6 separate regions of the Mus musculus genome follow, and all the other regions are linked to region 2. Evidence: chromatin contacts called from public HiChIP or PLAC-seq and promoter capture Hi-C data. All regions are on one chromosome and are shown on one strand. The core of a region is the stretch at or near the end of the contact, and the rest is flanking DNA. Distances in the headings are between cores, read along the strand shown.

The links. Promoter capture Hi-C pulls out the DNA fragments that hold promoters and counts their contacts. HiChIP or PLAC-seq counts read pairs in DNA pulled down with a chosen protein or histone mark.
Region 1: a contact with region 2 is called in a promoter capture Hi-C map of the SN4741 cell line, with 2.8 times the contacts expected there. The contact joins the enhancer-like site here to the promoter of Angpt1 in region 2. A contact is called at or near these places in 13 of 39 promoter capture datasets (the 3T3-L1 cell line, the C10 cell line, the HPC-7 cell line and 8 more), 4 of 15 datasets of contacts at CTCF or cohesin (the NIH/3T3 cell line, large pre-B cells and pro-B cells), 11 of 484 Hi-C or Micro-C datasets (the 3T3-L1 cell line, 3T3-L1-derived adipocytes, the C2C12 cell line and 6 more), 6 of 115 datasets of contacts at active chromatin or transcription factors (the SCID.adh cell line, acute myeloid leukemia, fibro-adipogenic progenitors and 3 more) and 3 of 9 other capture datasets (adipose tissue, embryonic stem cells and liver).
Region 3: a contact with region 2 is called in a promoter capture Hi-C map of 3T3-L1-derived adipocytes, with 6 times the contacts expected there. The contact joins the enhancer-like site here to the promoter of Angpt1 in region 2. A contact is called at or near these places in 14 of 39 promoter capture datasets (the 3T3-L1 cell line, 3T3-L1-derived adipocytes, the C10 cell line and 9 more), 1 of 15 datasets of contacts at CTCF or cohesin (pro-B cells), 8 of 484 Hi-C or Micro-C datasets (the C3H10T1/2 cell line, brown adipocytes, cerebellar granule neurons and 4 more), 10 of 115 datasets of contacts at active chromatin or transcription factors (the SCID.adh cell line, acute myeloid leukemia, astrocytes and 7 more) and 3 of 9 other capture datasets (adipose tissue, embryonic stem cells and liver).
Region 4: a contact with region 2 is called in a promoter capture Hi-C map of the 3T3-L1 cell line, with 6 times the contacts expected there. The contact joins the enhancer-like site here to the promoter of Angpt1 in region 2. A contact is called at or near these places in 12 of 39 promoter capture datasets (the 3T3-L1 cell line, 3T3-L1-derived adipocytes, the C10 cell line and 8 more), 1 of 15 datasets of contacts at CTCF or cohesin (the NIH/3T3 cell line), 7 of 115 datasets of contacts at active chromatin or transcription factors (the SCID.adh cell line, cardiomyocytes, embryonic stem cells and 4 more) and 1 of 9 other capture datasets (embryonic stem cells).
Region 5: a contact with region 2 is called in an H3K4me3 HiChIP or PLAC-seq map of the SCID.adh cell line, with 14 read pairs. The contact joins the enhancer-like site here to the promoter of Angpt1 in region 2. A contact is called at or near these places in 13 of 39 promoter capture datasets (the 3T3-L1 cell line, the C10 cell line, the HPC-7 cell line and 6 more), 1 of 15 datasets of contacts at CTCF or cohesin (pro-B cells), 12 of 484 Hi-C or Micro-C datasets (the 3T3-L1 cell line, 3T3-L1-derived adipocytes, the G1E-ER4 cell line and 8 more), 8 of 115 datasets of contacts at active chromatin or transcription factors (the SCID.adh cell line, bone marrow-derived macrophages, cardiomyocytes and 4 more) and 4 of 9 other capture datasets (adipose tissue, embryonic stem cells, liver and 1 more).
Region 6: a contact with region 2 is called in an H3K4me3 HiChIP or PLAC-seq map of the SCID.adh cell line, with 12 read pairs. The contact joins the enhancer-like site here to the promoter of Angpt1 in region 2. A contact is called at or near these places in 10 of 39 promoter capture datasets (the C10 cell line, embryonic stem cells, epiblast stem cells and 6 more), 3 of 15 datasets of contacts at CTCF or cohesin (large pre-B cells, pro-B cells and stem cell-derived epiblast-like cells), 7 of 115 datasets of contacts at active chromatin or transcription factors (DN3 thymocytes, the SCID.adh cell line, astrocytes and 4 more) and 2 of 9 other capture datasets (liver and pancreatic islet).

What each region holds. Positions count from the first base shown.
Region 1 is chr15:42,375,063-42,378,089 of GRCm38.p6, forward strand. No RefSeq gene overlaps it. Among named protein-coding and RNA genes, the nearest start is that of Gm41313, 290 kb to the right of the region's middle. Within about 2 kb of position 1,294, at least 8 of the 459 cell types and tissues checked have an H3K27ac peak or open chromatin away from gene starts, as enhancers often do. A contact at or near this core is called in the C2C12 cell line and the SN4741 cell line, where this site is marked.
Region 2 is chr15:42,675,437-42,678,468 of GRCm38.p6, forward strand. Angpt1 (angiopoietin 1) reads right to left here and starts at 1,541. Exons shown (of 9, transcript NM_009640.4): 1 at 729-1,541. The coding sequence starts at 1,025.
Region 3 is chr15:42,328,742-42,331,544 of GRCm38.p6, forward strand. It overlaps the pseudogene Gm18092. Among named protein-coding and RNA genes, the nearest start is that of Gm41313, 340 kb to the right of the region's middle. Within about 2 kb of position 1,345, at least 35 of the 459 cell types and tissues checked have an H3K27ac peak or open chromatin away from gene starts, as enhancers often do. A contact at or near this core is called in 3T3-L1-derived adipocytes, the C3H10T1/2 cell line, adipose tissue and 4 more, where this site is marked.
Region 4 is chr15:42,251,285-42,254,161 of GRCm38.p6, forward strand. No RefSeq gene overlaps it. Among named protein-coding and RNA genes, the nearest start is that of Abra, 380 kb to the left of the region's middle. Within about 2 kb of position 1,272, at least 8 of the 459 cell types and tissues checked have an H3K27ac peak or open chromatin away from gene starts, as enhancers often do.
Region 5 is chr15:42,308,271-42,311,332 of GRCm38.p6, forward strand. No RefSeq gene overlaps it. Among named protein-coding and RNA genes, the nearest start is that of Gm41313, 360 kb to the right of the region's middle. Within about 2 kb of position 1,626, at least 22 of the 459 cell types and tissues checked have an H3K27ac peak or open chromatin away from gene starts, as enhancers often do. A contact at or near this core is called in the SCID.adh cell line, cerebellar granule neurons, cerebellum and 1 more, where this site is marked.
Region 6 is chr15:42,174,981-42,177,680 of GRCm38.p6, forward strand. No RefSeq gene overlaps it. Among named protein-coding and RNA genes, the nearest start is that of Abra, 310 kb to the left of the region's middle. Within about 2 kb of position 1,336, at least 8 of the 459 cell types and tissues checked have an H3K27ac peak or open chromatin away from gene starts, as enhancers often do. A contact at or near this core is called in the SCID.adh cell line, where this site is marked.

The DNA of each region.
Region 1 (3,027 bases), core at 44-2,543, 300 kb before region 2:
CATGTTGTGTCATGTGACAAGAAACCATGTCTCTTCCTCCCTCACATTCTCTCACCATTTTGAGGCCATCCACTGTGGATCTTCTCCAAGTGAACAAATCAATAGAATTTCAGCCTCTAAAACTACTAGCAAAATGAACTTCTTTGCCTGGTGATTTCTCAGGCTTGGGTATTTTGTTACAGTAGCAGAAAACTGTTAATATAAAATAGTTACAGTGGATCTTTCTAACTTTATCATGTTCTTTGTGAAGATAAGGATACATTTTTCCCTTTTGATTTGGGCATTTTTATTTGCTGTTCTTATCCAGTTGCCTGATCTAGAAACCTGAGTAGAATTTTTAATAAAATGACAACAATGGAATACTTATTTTAATTCCCAATCTTAGAGGAAGCAATTACTCTGTGGTTATCGAATGCAGCCTCTCCTGAAAGTTCCAGGTGGACTTTTCCAGAGAGGAGGCACAGCCCTTTAGTGCTTCCCAATGACTCTGCTGGAGAAGAAAGCTCAGACGCTTACCCACAGCTTTCTCTGGACCTCATCCTTTGCTTTTGCTTTTTGTGGGTTTGTTTTATATCCCTTTTCCATAACAAAGTCTAAGTCAGAGTCTACATTGTGTCTTTTGAGTCATCTTAGAGAATTGTGGAATGGTATCTCCAGAGCTCCTGGTACTCTGGAATTCACCAATCAGCTTCCATCTATGGGCCTAAAAGTTCAACAATGCCCCTGCCTCCTGAAGTAGAGTCTCTTATGCTGAGAAAGAAGAGTAGAGAGAAGACTGTAAGAGAGATATCATAGGCTTTCTCTTTTCATGTTGAGATTTCATACTCATTGTCTTCAACAAGTATAATACTTTTCCACACTTTTAGAGACTTTAAGAGCTTTCGGCTATATGCAATTGTCATTTCCACCATCTGGCTAGTGAGTGACTCCTCTGAGCTCAGTCTTCCTCTCTGGTGTTGTGCCATTAGTATACCCCAAATTATTTGACAACTTTATTTTCTAATAGTCTAAAACAAGCTACTCTCAGCATGATTTCCAGATCCTAGTGCAATTGGCTTTCTAGAGCATCACTATTTTCATGCTGCTTCTCTCAAACTTCTGCTCATCACCTGGAACCTCGCAGCTCATACCTGCTTCTTTCAAAGACTTCTGTTGGACACTGTGTTCATTCTCTGTTCACCAGTGTCTTCATCTTACAATGTGTGCTAAGATTTAACTCTGCCAATGACTTTCTCTTATTTTAAGTGTAAGCAAATTTAATAGATTCAACTCTTCTGTATAGTTAGAAAATTTCTCTGCAGAATAGGCAGTCCAGAAATATTTCTTTTTCCATGACAACTGGCTGAGAATAAGTCATTGTGGGAGAGAGTGCCAAAAGTAACAACTTTGTCATTTGGTTGAAACTTTATCACATATGTGTGGCATATGTTTTTCCTAGTAAAAATGTTAGTCGAGATTGTCACTGTTTTCCTATTGGTAAGTTGGGGCTTTTAGCTTTAAGATTCCAACCCCCCATCATATAGATATGAAATTGCTGTTTCAGATCTTGTGAGTTCAAGGTCTACTTTCAGTTCAGAACTAAGCTTCCTATACTGAAAGGAGCACTGAAAATCTGGAGCCTTTGACTACTTAAAGGTCTGCATACTTTCCCTTAAAATGTAGCAAGAGCAATTAAAATCAGAATAAAATAGATAAAGAAAACCCTCTCTGAAATTTTTGCTTAGATGTCGAAATTTAAACTTGAGGCCTTGGTCATGAATTTTGGTTATACAATAGATAGGAACAAAGTAAGTCTATTCGTCACAAACGCTCTCTGTGCTAGCCTAACCCTATGGCCATCTCACTACAGTAACTATGTTGTTTTGACAAATAACTCATTCTGCTGAAGATGAAAGATAACCAACTGACTGCGTGTGGAGCAAAGAGGGAAGCTTTTGTTGTATGTGGAAGCAAGCCTAAATTTGGTTGAGTGGTTAGTAAAAAGAAAAAAAAAAAGATTTAGAAAGGAATTAACCTGTGGGTGTAATTTTAGGAGTGCTATTGAGTTCGTTTCTTTTGGTCATTAGTCACCTATGTTAGTCATTCACCAAGTCCTCCTTTACCACCCCACCCCAACCCCAGTCCTATTTGATTCTCAGTAGATTTGTTTCACAGTCTTCTTTATCTTGTACCTGAGTTCTCCATATTGTTAGAGTTAACAAAAGGTAACTTGTGGGTGCTGGTTAAGATGGAGATTTAAAAAAACTCCTATCAAGGGTATAGAGAGAACAAAACAAATTATACTGTGTTGGACTCTATACACAATGTGTGCATAAAATATTTTATAGTGAAATCTTGGACCTTATTTTGCCAATTATGAAACAAAGTACGTATTATACTGAATACTTTAAAAACTGAAAATTTCTAACAAAATGATTAACATTCTGTATGTTCTATTTTCATACCTCTTTCCCTGAACTACATGTGGTATACAGTCCCCTTGGTAGTTTTCATTAAATTATATACAACCTCCTGCAAAAGAGTGTTGAGAGTTTGATATGATGAAATACATCAAGAGGGTAGGATTTCCCATTATTCACTTTCGTCTGACCATTTTGCGATGATGGGGAGCTCTTGGGTGATGACAGATACGGCGAAAATCGTGCATTTATGAGAGAAGTCATGGAATTATAGGGGATTTATCCAATGTGATGTGCTTTCATCTTGCAGATTTCTACCTACATCATTTCACTTTGATTTTTCAAAAGTCCTCAGGAAGTAAATGTTTTTAATTTTCATTTTGCAAATGAAGACACTGACAGAGAGAATGTGTTAGTTTAACACTGAAACTTTAGGATGAAAGCACTCACGTAGACAGCCAGGTTTCCTATTTAGGGAAAACACTTGGTAATTATATAATACTTAGAAGAAGGATATTTTATAATAATGACTGTACATCTGGGATGAGGTATCACAGGCACATTTATTTTTGTGGATCAAGAGCAGAACCTATTTTCTGATTGTATCTCTATGTGTGTGATATATACC
Region 2 (3,032 bases), core at 291-2,790:
CCCAGGGAACCAGGGCTTGTCAAAAATTAGCACAGCCTTCTTGTGTTCAGCCCAATCTGCAGGTGGGTACAGGAGACTTCCTGAACTCAGTTTCTACCTTCAATGTGAGCAAAACCCCTTTCTTACAATTTTCCCATCAGAAGCTATTTTTTTTTTTTCATTTCAGATGTCAGTCCTCATATACCACTTGTGAAGTTAAGTTCCTTTAACTTACAAATACAATCTTTCTAAACGAAGACAATATGGGTACTTTATACTTATTCTCATTGCATACTTTTATTAAAAGTTGGTGGGGGTAAGCATTTTATGAAGATTTCCCATGGCAACTCACAAAACTCCTTGCTGTACATTCCATTTGAACCTCTGTTAATATCACCATTATGATTTCCTTTTACACCACCTTGTCCAAGAAGTGCGCGCTTACTTTTTCAAAGTTGGGCTTTGACAGTCAAAATGCCTAAGATAAACTTTAAAAAACAACAGGGTTGGCATAAAATTTGCTAATGTTAGACGCACATTTAGGAAGCTACAGGATCAGAGGTTCCCACAAGCCCAGGACCCTTGGCTTACCCAGGAAGTTGAGTCCAGAGAGGGAGCCTTTTTTCTTTTGCAAACACTGCCCCCCGGAGCAAAAGGTAAACACAAATGCCCCCTACGGAACTCTGAGCTCCCTGCAGAGAGGGAAGGGAAAAGCTCAGAGCAATTAGAAACCGAAAGCGATCACTTACTTTTTGCAGCCACTGAGTATAATTTTCCATCACATGCTCCAGATGCTGAAGTTTCTGGGAAGAGAAATCCGGCTCCACGTGTGGAGCATCCCTTTGCAGAGCGTTGGTGTTGTACTGCTCTGTCGCACTCTCACGGCAGTTCCCGTCGTGTTCTGGAAGAATGAAAGTGTAGGCACATTGCCCATGTTGAATCCGGTTATATCTTCTCCCTCCGTTTTCTGGATTTCGGCGCTGGTTGCTGCACCCTATGTGAGTCAGAATGGCAGCGAAGAATGCAAAGGAAAGGAAAACTGTCATTGTACTGCCAGCGCTTGCCTTCCGTGCCTCCTGCAAAGCTTGCTCTTCTCTTCTGACCTTTAAACTAGTTCTTTATTTCAGGTAAAACTGCTTGTTTGACTCTTTCCCCGTTAAAGAAAGCGTTTGAAGAAGATCCACAGAAAACTAGCCATTTGTTAGCTTTGTTCTAAAAAAGCGTTACTTTAAAAAATTTTAACTGTAATGATAGTTTCCTTCGTTAAAACTTGAGATATTTATTGCAATAGTAGCTTAGATTTATTGTTTCCTCTCTGTGTAACCGTTCAGCGTGGAGCCTGCCCGCGTCAGCTGCGAGTACATATTCTAGCCCCTTTCCTCTACCCTATCTGCAGCAGATCTGCTATTTTCTCCCAGACCTCAGTGAGTTTTATTAAGGTTGCACATCCAAGCCAAGCTGGAAGCAGGCAGCCTTCACAAGATGACTTGACAGGAATGCATGAGTGTGCCCCTATGCTAAGGATTGCTGATGGCTTTGGGCGGCGGATCGGCTTACAAATTGGCTAGATGCGCATGACCTCGATCATGTATGGGCCTCCCGCCCCCTTCCGCAGACAATTGCCTTGAGTCCTTAGCAGATGCACGGAAAATCAATAAACAGAGCAGTCCACCTTAATAGGTTCGGGTGTGCTTGCTGACCTACTAACATCTAAGCAAGCTAGAAGTATGTTTTCAAAGTTATTGTTTAATTGAGGAACCCTAATTTGGCACAATCTCCAATGGATTTTTTTATAATTGTATAAAATTATTAAATTTAAAAAATTACTCCAGAAAAGACATTTAAAAACTATTTTTAGAAATGGCATTCTCCCCTTTGTATTTACATAGGCTTTAAGGAGAATAAAAGAATCAAAGGATCAAATTATCAAGGAAATTACCATAATTTGTCACTCAAAGCAACATATCATGTGCATACTAAGTAGTATTTTGAAAGCACCTTTTGGGATATGGATTTTAAATGACGCTGGTTTCTTGGTCAGAACGCAGCTGTTCACATTCTCTGAGTATAAATTGAGCAACTTCCCTACAACAACAATGTGGTTACAGTTTAAGACAGTGGCCTGAGAATTATTAATTCCTGTGGTACATGCTAATCATATATTTCACAAGAACCTCTGGCATTGCTATGGCTGCCTTTAACACTGGTATGGAAATTCCACACACATCCTTTGTGGCTACAGAGTCAAACCATCTGAGAACAAGCGTGTATCAGGTGTGCCAATGGCTTACACAAGCGAAACCTCTGCGATTTTTATTAAGAAAGAAAGCCATATGATCCGAAGGTGCTTTCCTAAGTACAGAATATAAATATTTGAATAAAGGTACAGTCAAGTGCAAAGACCAGGAGATGATTACAGAATTTAGGGTGGAATCAGGATACTGGATGTGTGTACATGCAGGATTTTCATTAGGAACTTCGTGGGCTTTGGAAGTGAAAGAGCCTCTGCTCTCAGGCATGTATACAAACAGAAGCCACAGCATGACTCTTGAGTCCTGGAATGGGGGCAGAGCAGTGGGTAAGGGCAGTGGTGGCTACAGATGCATCTTTAGGAAGGAAAGCAGAGGTCAAAACTGACTCCAGAGAGGAGGTGGTTTGCTTACAGTAAACAAACAGTGATGAGATTCGTTGGTCCTTTCCACACCAAATAACAGGCTTCTGGGCAGATTGATACATTATGCCAAACATAGGAGCAAAGTTCTCTGACCCTGCAAGAGACTTGCCACATTACATATAAGAGTCATAGGAAAGGTTGCTCTTAGGCAGCGATAATGCCACTTGAGAGTTTGTTATTTATCACCTCACTTTAAGCACTCCTTATGTATTATGTCATTTAATCATGGCAACAAACCCAAGACATAGGTATTATGTTTAACTCTTTGGGCTCTGAACCTAACTGTCTTTGACAATCTCTGAAAGGAAAAAAACAAAAACAAAAATAAAAAAAACCCTCAAAAGTTAGCCACTCAAAGCTTAATGGCACCCAGGAAAGA
Region 3 (2,803 bases), core at 95-2,594, 350 kb before region 2:
CCGGATTCTTTCCAGCAGCAGCTGGAGATTCTCTCACATCTCTGTGCCTCGGGTTCTGCCGTTCACTGTGGGAAGAGACAACTGCTCCTTATAAATATCTTCATATCTATCACTTGTATTGTGGCCTATGACACGCTTCAGTTGTATTTTTGCGCTGAACTTCTTGCTTCAAAATTATTGTTCTGTGAGCAATAGACAATCCTCCATCCACAGTTCAAATGTTATTGCCGGTTGTAGTTTGGGAAATACCTGAATCCAAATAGAAAAGGAGGCACTGGACAAATCATTAGTGCTTTGCATATTGTATTCAGCTGCAGCCACCTCCATTTGGCTTTCACAGATCTTGTCTATACCAAACTTATTGAGAAGTCTGGGGGTCAGCAGCAGGCCAGTAAATATGCTACAGTATAATTTGACAGGTCAATGTTCAAAGTATATTTCAGTAGTTCATGAATATATGCTTCACAGACTATCTTATTCCCTTTTATACTGACCTAAGATACTTTACAGACGGTACCCCTGCTATTTCAGTGGACTATGATCCTGTATTTGAGTATATTCTTATTTTCATCCCAAATCACCAATTATAAATGGGCATAGCAGTCAGTTTTACTCCCTTATTCTCTCCTAAGTTTCCCTTGATATCTCTCAGCATAGTCTTATCCTCAACAACTTTTACCCCCAATCCTTCAGAATCGAGACCTGCAGTGTTAAACCAGAGCTTTGGTTTAACAAGACACAAGAAGTTCAGCATAGTGGACTCTCAAGCACCTTTCTCCACTAGGCATAGAACAAGAGAATTAAGAAGACACAGACAATGTTGGGTGGGGAATGAGTGAATTTTCTCATACTACAGACACAAGTGTATTCAATCCTGTTTGCTCATTTGTTTCTGTGTCTATTTTAAAGATACCAAACTATTTGCTCCTGGTGTTTGCTCTATAACTCTAGAAGCCAAAGGTCTCTTGGGATTTTACTGGGTAACAAGACCGTTGGCTGTAAATGGTAGTTGCCTGTATTGCTAGCATTGCTGCAAACCAAAGCTGTAAGAACTCTGGCAGTGGGCGCTGTGCCTTTTCTCACAGACTCTTTAGAGTAAGCTTACAGAAGCTCCTGTTTTCACCCTGTCCAATGATCAGTCAAGACGGTCCGTCCAACCAGCAGAAGCAAACCTTTGTGTTTTCATGACTCATGCTTTACAGGGAAAGGGAGTCTCTAACATGCTTTTCCCAGGCCTTTCTGGAACTTTCTATGGCTTATTGCTCAGAAAGGAGGAAAACCAACAGACAGGCTTTCTTTGTGTAAGGGCTCTCAGCCTGCCAAACTGACTGGATGCAGAGGCAATTTCTTTAGCGTTTGCAGCCTTCCTCTGACTTCTGCACAGGGAGTTGGGAAATATTTATTGTTGAATGGGGCCCTGGGAGATTATTCTTGGAAGGCACAACTTCTGTGAACCTTTGTATGCTGATTGAACAATGTCTTACAGCTAGAATTTAGCACACTCGATGTGATTGCCTCCACCCAACTCACACACACACACACACACACACACACCACACACACACACACACACACACACACACTACACACACACACACAAACACACACACACATACACACTCACACTTACAGAAAAATAGAAAACGAATCATGTTGTTTTGAAATCCAACCATACAGACTTGTTTTCTCTGGCTAAAGGTAATTTATAGTTCCAGGGTAGTGAGCTTAAGGAGGTGTGAGAATAAGAAAAGACTTTAAAGATGCTGTGCTCTCTAGGATTTTGTGAGCCACTGAAGTTTAAAGTAACAATATTTGTTTATTGACCAAACAGTGTGCTTTTGAGGCAGAAAGGTGTAAAATGAAAATAAAACAAACGATCATTCACCTTAAGTAGCTCGTGAAACTCAGCATTATCGAAGGACAGAGTAAACTTTTGATATATGTATCTGACTCAAATCTTCACTTTAACTCTTCCATGTTTCTTGAGATGATATATTTAGTCATTCTCACACAATCCCTTGCCACTCTTTCTGTCCCTTAGGTTAGTGTCTTGAGTGTTTGAGCACATGGCTAAATGAACACACAACCATGCGAATGACAAGGGTCATCTTCCCCAGGTGCCATTGTGTCTGTTTTGACTAGACTCTAGAACAGCAAAGCTCCTGCAGCTAGTTCTTTTGGTCATCTTGCCTTCATAACTGAAGTCTGCAGATGACAGGATTTTGGGTTTGTCTTTATCTGTGTGGATATATCTGAGCTCCCTCACTAGTAAATGAACACAACACTGGCTTCTGCCATGTAGAGACCCTACATGCATACAGTTACGTTAAAATCCAGCCTGGTTCATAACTTTGGTGTGAAGCTGTTTTGCACAATTCATATGAAAAGTTCAGCTTAAGTCATAGTTTCTTTTAAAGAACTTGAGGTGCTTCTCCAAAGGTACATTTGAAGTCTCTGTACCTGATCACCTAAGTGATGCCTGGTCACCAGGATCATCAATGCCAGCGGATGACTCAGAGGCATGCTGGGAGAGGCCTCCTTTAATGTGGAACAGATCTAGTTCTTCTCTACCTTTCTGGAATGTTCTCATCTCTTCCCCCAGAAATGATAGCAGAAGATACCTATTTCCCTCAAAATTCAATTTCTCTCCTTCCCACAAATTTCTTAGCATGGACAGTTTTGAGGATTATATTATTTCCCCCGATCATCTCTCCTTTGCATTACATTGTCCTGCACACCACTACCAACCTGTGAGCTTACTTTTATTACCTAGAAGAGAAATGAAGTTTCTGCAGAATCTGAC
Region 4 (2,877 bases), core at 22-2,521, 420 kb before region 2:
ATAGTCAGGCCTGCAGATCAGGACAGGCAGGGCTTTAGATAATATTATTAAGAAATTCAATGGGTTCTTTATTTAAAATATTAACTATTTAGAAAATAAGATAATGTGGGAAAACCCAAGAGGAAGAGATGTGAGGAGCTGTGAGACTTTTCGGAGGGAGGCCCTTGGAGCAGGAGGGGAACAAGGAGATTTGATAGAATGCTCGGGCTGTACAGTGGGTGGGAGAAAACAAGAGACAGAGCTTTGGGGAAGGGGAGAGATAAGAACCAGACCATGTCAGGTCTTGAACAATTACAATCACGATGCATGACTTTTCGGGTTGTGTAACCCAAAGGAATGAAATTGATGATAGGAATTTTGTGCCACTGTGAAGATGGGACAAGAAGATATGAAGGTGTCACAACATTTGAAGACATTTGGACCTTTAAAAATGCTCCTCCATCCTTCCATGTCAGTGGTGTTGGAACTTGTCTAGGGGTGTGATTGCTCCAGAGTCAGAGTATTTAGGGATTCTGCCTTCAGTTTTTCCCATCAGTGCTATGTGTTATGCGGTTGAGTTATGAGGCAGTCATTCTATACTCTACAACCTACTTTTAAATCTTGAAAAACATAACCACTTTCATATATCCTTCTTTGCCACGAAGGATCCTTTCATGCATCCTTCTTATCCATCCTTGGGTCAGAAATTGAGCAACACCAGCTTTGGAAACCTCTGGTTCTTAAAACAGCACAATTTCTTACTATGCTTCTCTCACTGACTCTCATGTAATTACTAGCCATGCATTTGTGTGATGATGCATATTCATAACTAATCTCTTTGAATTATAATCCCAATGAAGTGATGAAGGTAACCCCCAAAATGTTGCCTAATGCTAAAGAATAACTAAAAATAAATAAGTAATCTCACTTTCTGATTTGGTTTTTGTTTTTCATGCTATTTAAATGTGATGCTAGTCTAAGTTTCAAGGGTTAGTCTACCCTTGACTAGTTGTTCTTGATTAGTATGCAATAGTATTTGCAGAAATGAATTAAATTAAGACAAATAAATCAAGCCTGTTTTTAGAATGCCTGAAACCATGTAACTTTTATATATAATTTGATTAAGACATCAAAGGAACAGAAAAACTATTTGAGTCATCTCCTTTTAAATTCCTCTCTTTGTAGACAAATGCATTCATGACCTTTGCCCTTTCATCAGAATCTCTCCATCCAAAAGATGCCTGCTGTTGCAACCCTGGAGGGGGACAAGACAGGAGGAAATGAGAGAAGGAGTCTCTGGGCCAAAAGTAACCTCATCTCATCTGGTCAGGACCAAATGTTCTCTGCTTCAGCTCTTAATTGCAAAAATGTTATGCATTTTCCTTTTGTTGGCCATTTGGTATGGTGTTTAAGTGCTGTTAAATGGGGGAATATTAAACACACGTGCATACACACACACACACACACACACACACACACACACACACACACACACACACACACACTTCTCATTTGTGAAACTCTGATGAGTTCCTGGCTCTAACCCTGACACTCACAATTTTGTGTTATCCTTTATCCTTCAGCTTGCACTTGAATAAACAACACATCTAGGCCTCCAGCAGTAGCTGGTTAGAACTGCTTTGTGGCTAGGAGAGGAGATCTCAGTGATACAAAAATATTCCTGGCATTTGGACTCAGTAGCTGTTGTACTCTTCTAGGAGAGAAATTTAAAGATGAGTTGACAGAGCTCCATCAGCAAACATCCCACCGGATGTTTTCTTAAGCATTCTGAACAAAGTTCAGCTGCCCTCTGGGAGACAACACATATTTTTTTTTCCTCAATTATAATTTTTGGAAAGATACCAATCAAAAAATTTAGAGTTCGTTAGGGAAAAAAAGAGCAAGTATAACAATAACCTACTTGTCCTTCATTCCCTAGAACCATCTAGTTCTTTTTAAGTATCTGAGCAATCATTTTCTAGCATCTCTTAAGGACAGCAGGAAGCATCAGTGCCATTTTATAGCCATTGTAGAATAAACAGAAAGCCTTTACTGCCCTGAGGTTAAGCGTCTTCCTGGAAGAGGGTTAGCTTCTTGGAGAATGTGTTGATGATTTCGGACTATACTCATTGCTAATTTTAACTCTGTAAAGAACGTCAGCATTGCAGTGGAATCTTCACCAGCTTAAACTTACACGTTGTTTTTTTCAGATGCAGAGATCCTGGTGGAGTTTACTTCTAAACGATAAAAGATCCAAAGTTTCACAAAGCTTCAGAGAGTTAACATTCAATATGAGAAAATTTGTTTTGTTTTAAGGACATTTATACATTTTTTCTGTAGGTCACTAGAGCCTGTTGTGTCTTTCAGAGCAGAAATAAATAATAATCCCCAGCTGCTGCACACTTCCAGGAATAGTGCAGGAACCTAAGCATCCCGAGACCCTTTTCTTCCAGTTCAAGCAACACTAGTTTGCCCTGTGTTCAGGGCTGCTTGGGAATTCCGCTTTATCAGATTTGTTCTGTTCACATTTATCCTCTTGTTTATACTGAATGTCCAGTGATTAGATCCCCTGTCTCCGAACCAATACCCTTTAGAAATTCCCAGACGCTCTACTAGTGCCTCTGCTGCTGTAACTCACAGCTCCAGGTCACCCCCAGCTTCTATGCTTCAGTCTCTCCTCCCTAGAAGGAGAATGTGGCAGATTCAGCCCTTCTAAACATTAACAAAGCACACTATACAGGCACTTCAATACAGAAAAGATTGATTACACATAGAAAGTGGACATAACACATTTGGGTGTATGACTCAGGACACGCGCATCATGAATCTACCAGACAGAATAGGAAACAGAATCTGGACACTGAATCTCGTTCTGAGCTTTTCCCACAACTGTCTATA
Region 5 (3,062 bases), core at 376-2,875, 370 kb before region 2:
ACAGCCACTGTCATCAGCCTTTATGGTGTCTAAATCTCAGATGGAGTGGACATGAGAATGTGGAGTGTTTTCTTTAAACTGTAGAGAATGCCAGATCCAATACTAAGACTAGAGATGGTTTTCTTACTTGCTGTGTTCTTTAATTTCTTCTTTCCCTATCATGATTGGACCTGGACTGGTAATGTTTGCTTAGGTCAGACTTTTACATCCCTAACTTTCTAAAATATTTTATTATAAAGATTATGAATGGACATAGAATTTAATTTTTTCTGCAGTAATTAAAATGGTTTGTATTATACAATTTGTTACTGTGACAATACACATTAATTTTGATGTGAACATTTCATTACTGGAGCAAATTCAATGTACCCCTGGTGTTTATATGTGATTGTCTTTGGTTTATTGTTGTTTTTCTTTTTTTTTCCTTTTTTTTTATTACGTATTTTCCTCAATTACATTTCCAATAGGACATTATGTCTATGTACAAACAGACTGAGCCACAATTTTCTCTTTTGTTTGTCCCTGACTTACGTTGGTTTTAAGCTCAATAAACCTTGAGAAGCACCTGGGTATGGTGGCACACGCCTTTAATCCCAGCACCCGAGAGGCAGAGGCAGGCGGAATTCTGAGTTCGAGGCCAGCCTGTTCTATAGAGTGAGTTCCAGGACAGCCAGGGCTATACAGAGAAACCCTGTCTCGAAAAAACAAACAAACAAAACAAAACAAAAAAGCCCAAAACCTTAAGAAGCACATTGAGTAGATCACAATCTCCTATTTTTTCCCTTTCTGATCTTCCGTCTCTTCCTCATGAAGCACCAATGAAACCTCTTGTTTTCTGTCTGCATCTGCCATAGAAACTTAGTATTCTTATTTTGAGCTGTAACAAAAGCATTTTTTTCTTCCTGATGTAGCTATCCAAAATTTTTAAAGTCATACTTTAAAATACCTGCTTACATATCTAACAGGAATATAAGCCAGCTATGGATTATGTGTCATCAGAAAATTTCATTCTCACATGACTTAAAGTTAATCCAAAGTCTTTTCAGTTCAACCTTTAAACCCCTCCTAAAGGTAGTTTACCATTTCTTTAACTTTGTTTATTTTCTTCCCAGTCAATCATGTAGTCAATGTGATTAGATTTAGTAAGTGTCCACTTGAGGCTTAATAACTTCTGTTTGAGCTAATGATTTGCATCTTCATCTCATGCTATCTTAGTTCATGGGAGCTTATTATGAATAGCGACACCTTTTTTAAAGCTTCCTAGTTGTGAACAAGGCAAAATGCAATGATTTCTTTTTAACAAACAAAAGATATCTTTTCTGAACAAAGATGATAACTTATCTTCAAATATCCCAGCAAGCTTTGCCATTAAATGATAGTTTATCAGATGGACATGTGAGTTTGGTTCATAAATGGCAGGAAGAGATTCACTAACGTGGGAAATTGGTCACAGCATCACCCCTGGGAGATGTCAACAATGCCCGCTTATCTTTCTAAGCCAGCACACATTATTCTTCTACTTCTGCTCTGCTGGCTAACTTCCATGTTTTCAATGTGCCTGGTTTTAGGCTTCTCCCCACAGCCCTGACTGCTGAGCCATCTGTTCTTACAGCATCACCGTCCCTGATTTCGAAATCACTCCAGTGTTCCAGGGTTTTGAAAATATGCCCACAACAAGAATCTTTCCCCGATCTACTTCAACATGTCCAAGAAGCAATATTTTTTTTCCTGTATGTTCCCTGAGTAGCTTATTTTTCCTTTGAAATTCAATATTCCAGTTGGGGATTCACTATATTAGTTGGGGATACAGTGTTAATCACATATCCTTTTAATATTTTAATTAAATAGTTTGAGTCATCCAATAACTTTTCAAACTATGTTCTCTCACACCTAGGGCTCACATTCTAGAAAAAAAATTTGAGAAGGACATAAGTGCAATAACCATTAACACTTACATAGCACTTAAAATATGCTTTTTACATATATGTCATCATTGCTGTAATTCTATCCCTTATATATTATTATAGCATGTATAATGTATACCAGGACATTTTGTTAGTCAGAGATTAAAACACTTGTTTAAGATCATCCAACTGTTCTTTTTGACTTAAATATCTTATTTTCAGTCACATGAACAGAAAGCTACAGATAAAAGAAGAAGAATGTGGTATCATTCGTAAATGACAGCACAAACCAGGGTAGCACTAACAGGTTTAGAGCTCAGGGGACGTAGTGGGACAGAGTCTGAGACAAAGAGGCTATTTTCTTACTTCTGAGAGGTCTTATTCTGGCTTCAATGCAGGAAGGGTTCGTAGGAAGACAGTGTCCCAATCACCTTAAGGGTGTTCTTGGCAGCAATGGGATCCCATATTCCCGCCACATTTCCCCATCTTCTCAGGATGTACACTGGCTGTGTGGGCACAGAGAATGTTTTGTGCTTAGGACACATTGCTGAGGCAGATTTTGAGTGTTAATATCACCAGAATATTCTTCGTGGCTGTCAAAAAGTACCTGGGTAAAACCCAGTTAAGCTGTCAGAAGTTCTGCTATGTGCATTAGTGTCATTGATGAGATGTCAGCAGTAACAATTTAGCCATGTGGGTGATCTCACCCAGCCCCTGCAATTAGCTTTGAAGATAGCCTTTGCTATTTCTGCCTCAGATGGCTAAGGAACTGTAAATCAGACCAGCAACTTACTGAAACCCAGGCTTTTTGCAAGCAGCAAAACTGGTGTTGGAACCCAGATATCTATTTCTGAGTCTAATACTCTTGATTCTTGTTGCTCCACTGTGCACTGTTGCCTTCCCATGATCATTTTTGCAGACACTTCTGTGTCTTCAGTCTGACCCCAGAAAGCAAAGCATTCCTTTCTCAATACTTAGCATTTCTCATGACCTAAAAATTAGAATTCATTGATCGTTCCATAAAACGAATTCCCCAGGGCATGGTTTTCCTTTCTTTCTTTCTCACTCACCTTCAATAAGCTTCAGTCTGCCCTCCAATCTGGTGATTCTTGATGCAGTTTGTTCAGAAAGTGTGGGTTTCTGATGTAGTTATCACTT
Region 6 (2,700 bases), core at 86-2,585, 500 kb before region 2:
GGTTTTATGTGAAGTTCCTTGATCCACTTAGATTTGACCTTAGTACAAGGAGATAGGAATGGATCAATTCAAATTCTTCTACATGATAACAACCAGTTGTGCCAGCACCATTTGTTGAAAATGCTGTCTTTTTTTCCACTGGATGGGTTTTGCTCCCTTGTCAATGATCAGTTGACCATAGGTGTGTGGGTTCATTTCTGGGTCTTCAATTCTATTCCATTGGTCTACTTGTCTGTCACTATACCAGTACCATGCCGGTTTTAGCACAATTGCTCTGTAGTACAGCTTTAGGTCAGGCATGGTGATTCCACCAGAGGTTCTTTTAGAACCACAGATTTTTAGTGTAAGGAGAAACCTTAGAACATTTTTAATCAGATGTCTTTTTCTGGATGTTTATATGCATGAGACAATGTAAATGATTTCTATATAAGAGGACATTCACATCATGTTCTATTGTAGTTCTGTACCCTTAGCGATATGCAATACACAGTACACATAAAATCAATGGCCATTAGTAGACATTCAAGAAGAGATGGCAGTTTTATGTCTAAGCTTACATATCACACGTTTATATTTCTATTGGGATATGCAACTTAAGGAATATTGGTGTGTCAGTGATATTTAAGCCACGAGACAGGGGAGGTTTTGTGAGAAGACACTGCACATAGACAATGTATTGTAGATGTTAGCATCTCAGCGTATAGGAATATACTGAAGTCTCCTAGAGACAGGGGATCTCAAATGATGAAAAAATAAATCAATTACAATGGAGGTAAAATAGGCAAGAATATATAATCATGGGAGCTCAGTTGTAACAGCAGAAGAATTTCCAGATAGCAGCCCACACTGACAGTGGCTACTTACATGTCACAATATAAGACACATAGACAACAGTAACCCTAAGAGATTCATAAAAGTGTTATCAATGGCAATATAAGGAAATATTTTGCTTGTAATATTTAAAATATAGTAGCATAATTTCTTACAAGTACTAGCCTCCACATGCATAGTCAATATTTACTGGTTAACAGTTTTCTGAGATGGTGAAGTTACCTTAAACTCCTATCAGACCAAAACTATTCCTTAATATCTTAAAATTAAACAAAGAATTTTATAAAGCAGGACTGTGTGATTTTTTTGGTAGTACCTATTGAATTTCTGAAACTTAACAAATGTAAAAGAATAGAAGAGCCTGTTTGTATTAGTTTCCAATGGCTAATCTTATGAAGTTATTTTAAGGCATTGAAAATACTTGTACCATGACAGGAGAGACAACCAAAGAAGTAGAGCACCTGTCTTGTAAGCCCACAGAGTGGTTATTTACTCAGAAACCACATAAAAGCAGGCTCCACTGGCACACATTTGCAACAAACTGCAGACAGTGCACACAGACAGCTCTCTGAAGCTCATGGACCAAACATCTTCAACAATCTTTGAGCTCCAGGTTTATTGAGAGACTCTGCTTCCAAAACTATAGTGGAATATGTGAGAGACACCTGACATTCATCTCTGTCACATGCACACATTCAAATGCATCCACATGCACATGTGTACACCCACACAAATACATATACATACCACGCTCACACAAATTAATATATATACAGAAGTATTTGTATCTTGGTAAAAAAATCAAAATAATTATGAAAAACAACTGAAATATAAAGAACGATGGGTAGATTTTTTTTTTCACCAAAAATGAAAAGTCTAGGGTGAGTGTTTGGCATCACTTTTCTACCTTTCTACCTAAGATTTACTAAGTACTACAATTTCAGCTACTGCAAAAACTGAGGTATGTAGTGAATGATAACACATGAGCTTTTCAGCTGGAAGGAAACATAAGATACTAACAGAGCAGTCAGTGTGTGTCTATACTTTGGAACCTACTACAGGAAGCAAAAGACCTGAAAGAGTAAGACCCTTCCTAAGATTGGAATGCAAGCAGCATATTAGATAATTCTACTAAACCAGAATTAAACTCTCTAAGGCTATTATTGTTATATAAGATAGTATCCATGTTCTGAGAAAATCTGCCAGCTTAAAGTCATAACATATATAACTTATTCAGAAATAACTTAAAAAATATATTGTAGATATCCGCATTGGTGTATGTAGATAGTTACAGTGAAGAAATTAAATCACAAGATTATAAAATTTTACAAATATGAAAGTAAGTTTTCTGTATGATTTTGACATTTATTTAATTTTGAGATTATTTAAAGAAATATTGCATGAAATAAATGTGTTACATTTCTATGTTTTTATGCCTTCATTTATATTGTATTGGGAACCTTTCATATTTAAGCTTCTCTTTTATTTATACAAGCTTTAATAAGTTTTTATTTTTTTCATGGGTTATCTGACCATGATGAACATAGTCTCCATAGTCTCACTGAAACACCTACACACTAAGACTCTAAGAATTTTGATATGGTTTATGTAAGAATACATCAAGTTGTGATATAAATAAATCATTGGTATCATTAATAATTAAGGGCTTCAGTATTCAAAGGATGCTTATCCATGATACTAACTATTAGGAGTTGATTATTTCTATTATTGAATAGAATATGTACATGTAGACATGTAAATAACAACCAGCTATTTATGACACAGTGAGACAAGCTGAGCCAGGAAGGATAATAGCAATGTCACACAAATGTATTCACATCAGAGTCAAAAGAAAAAGAAAAGCTTCGA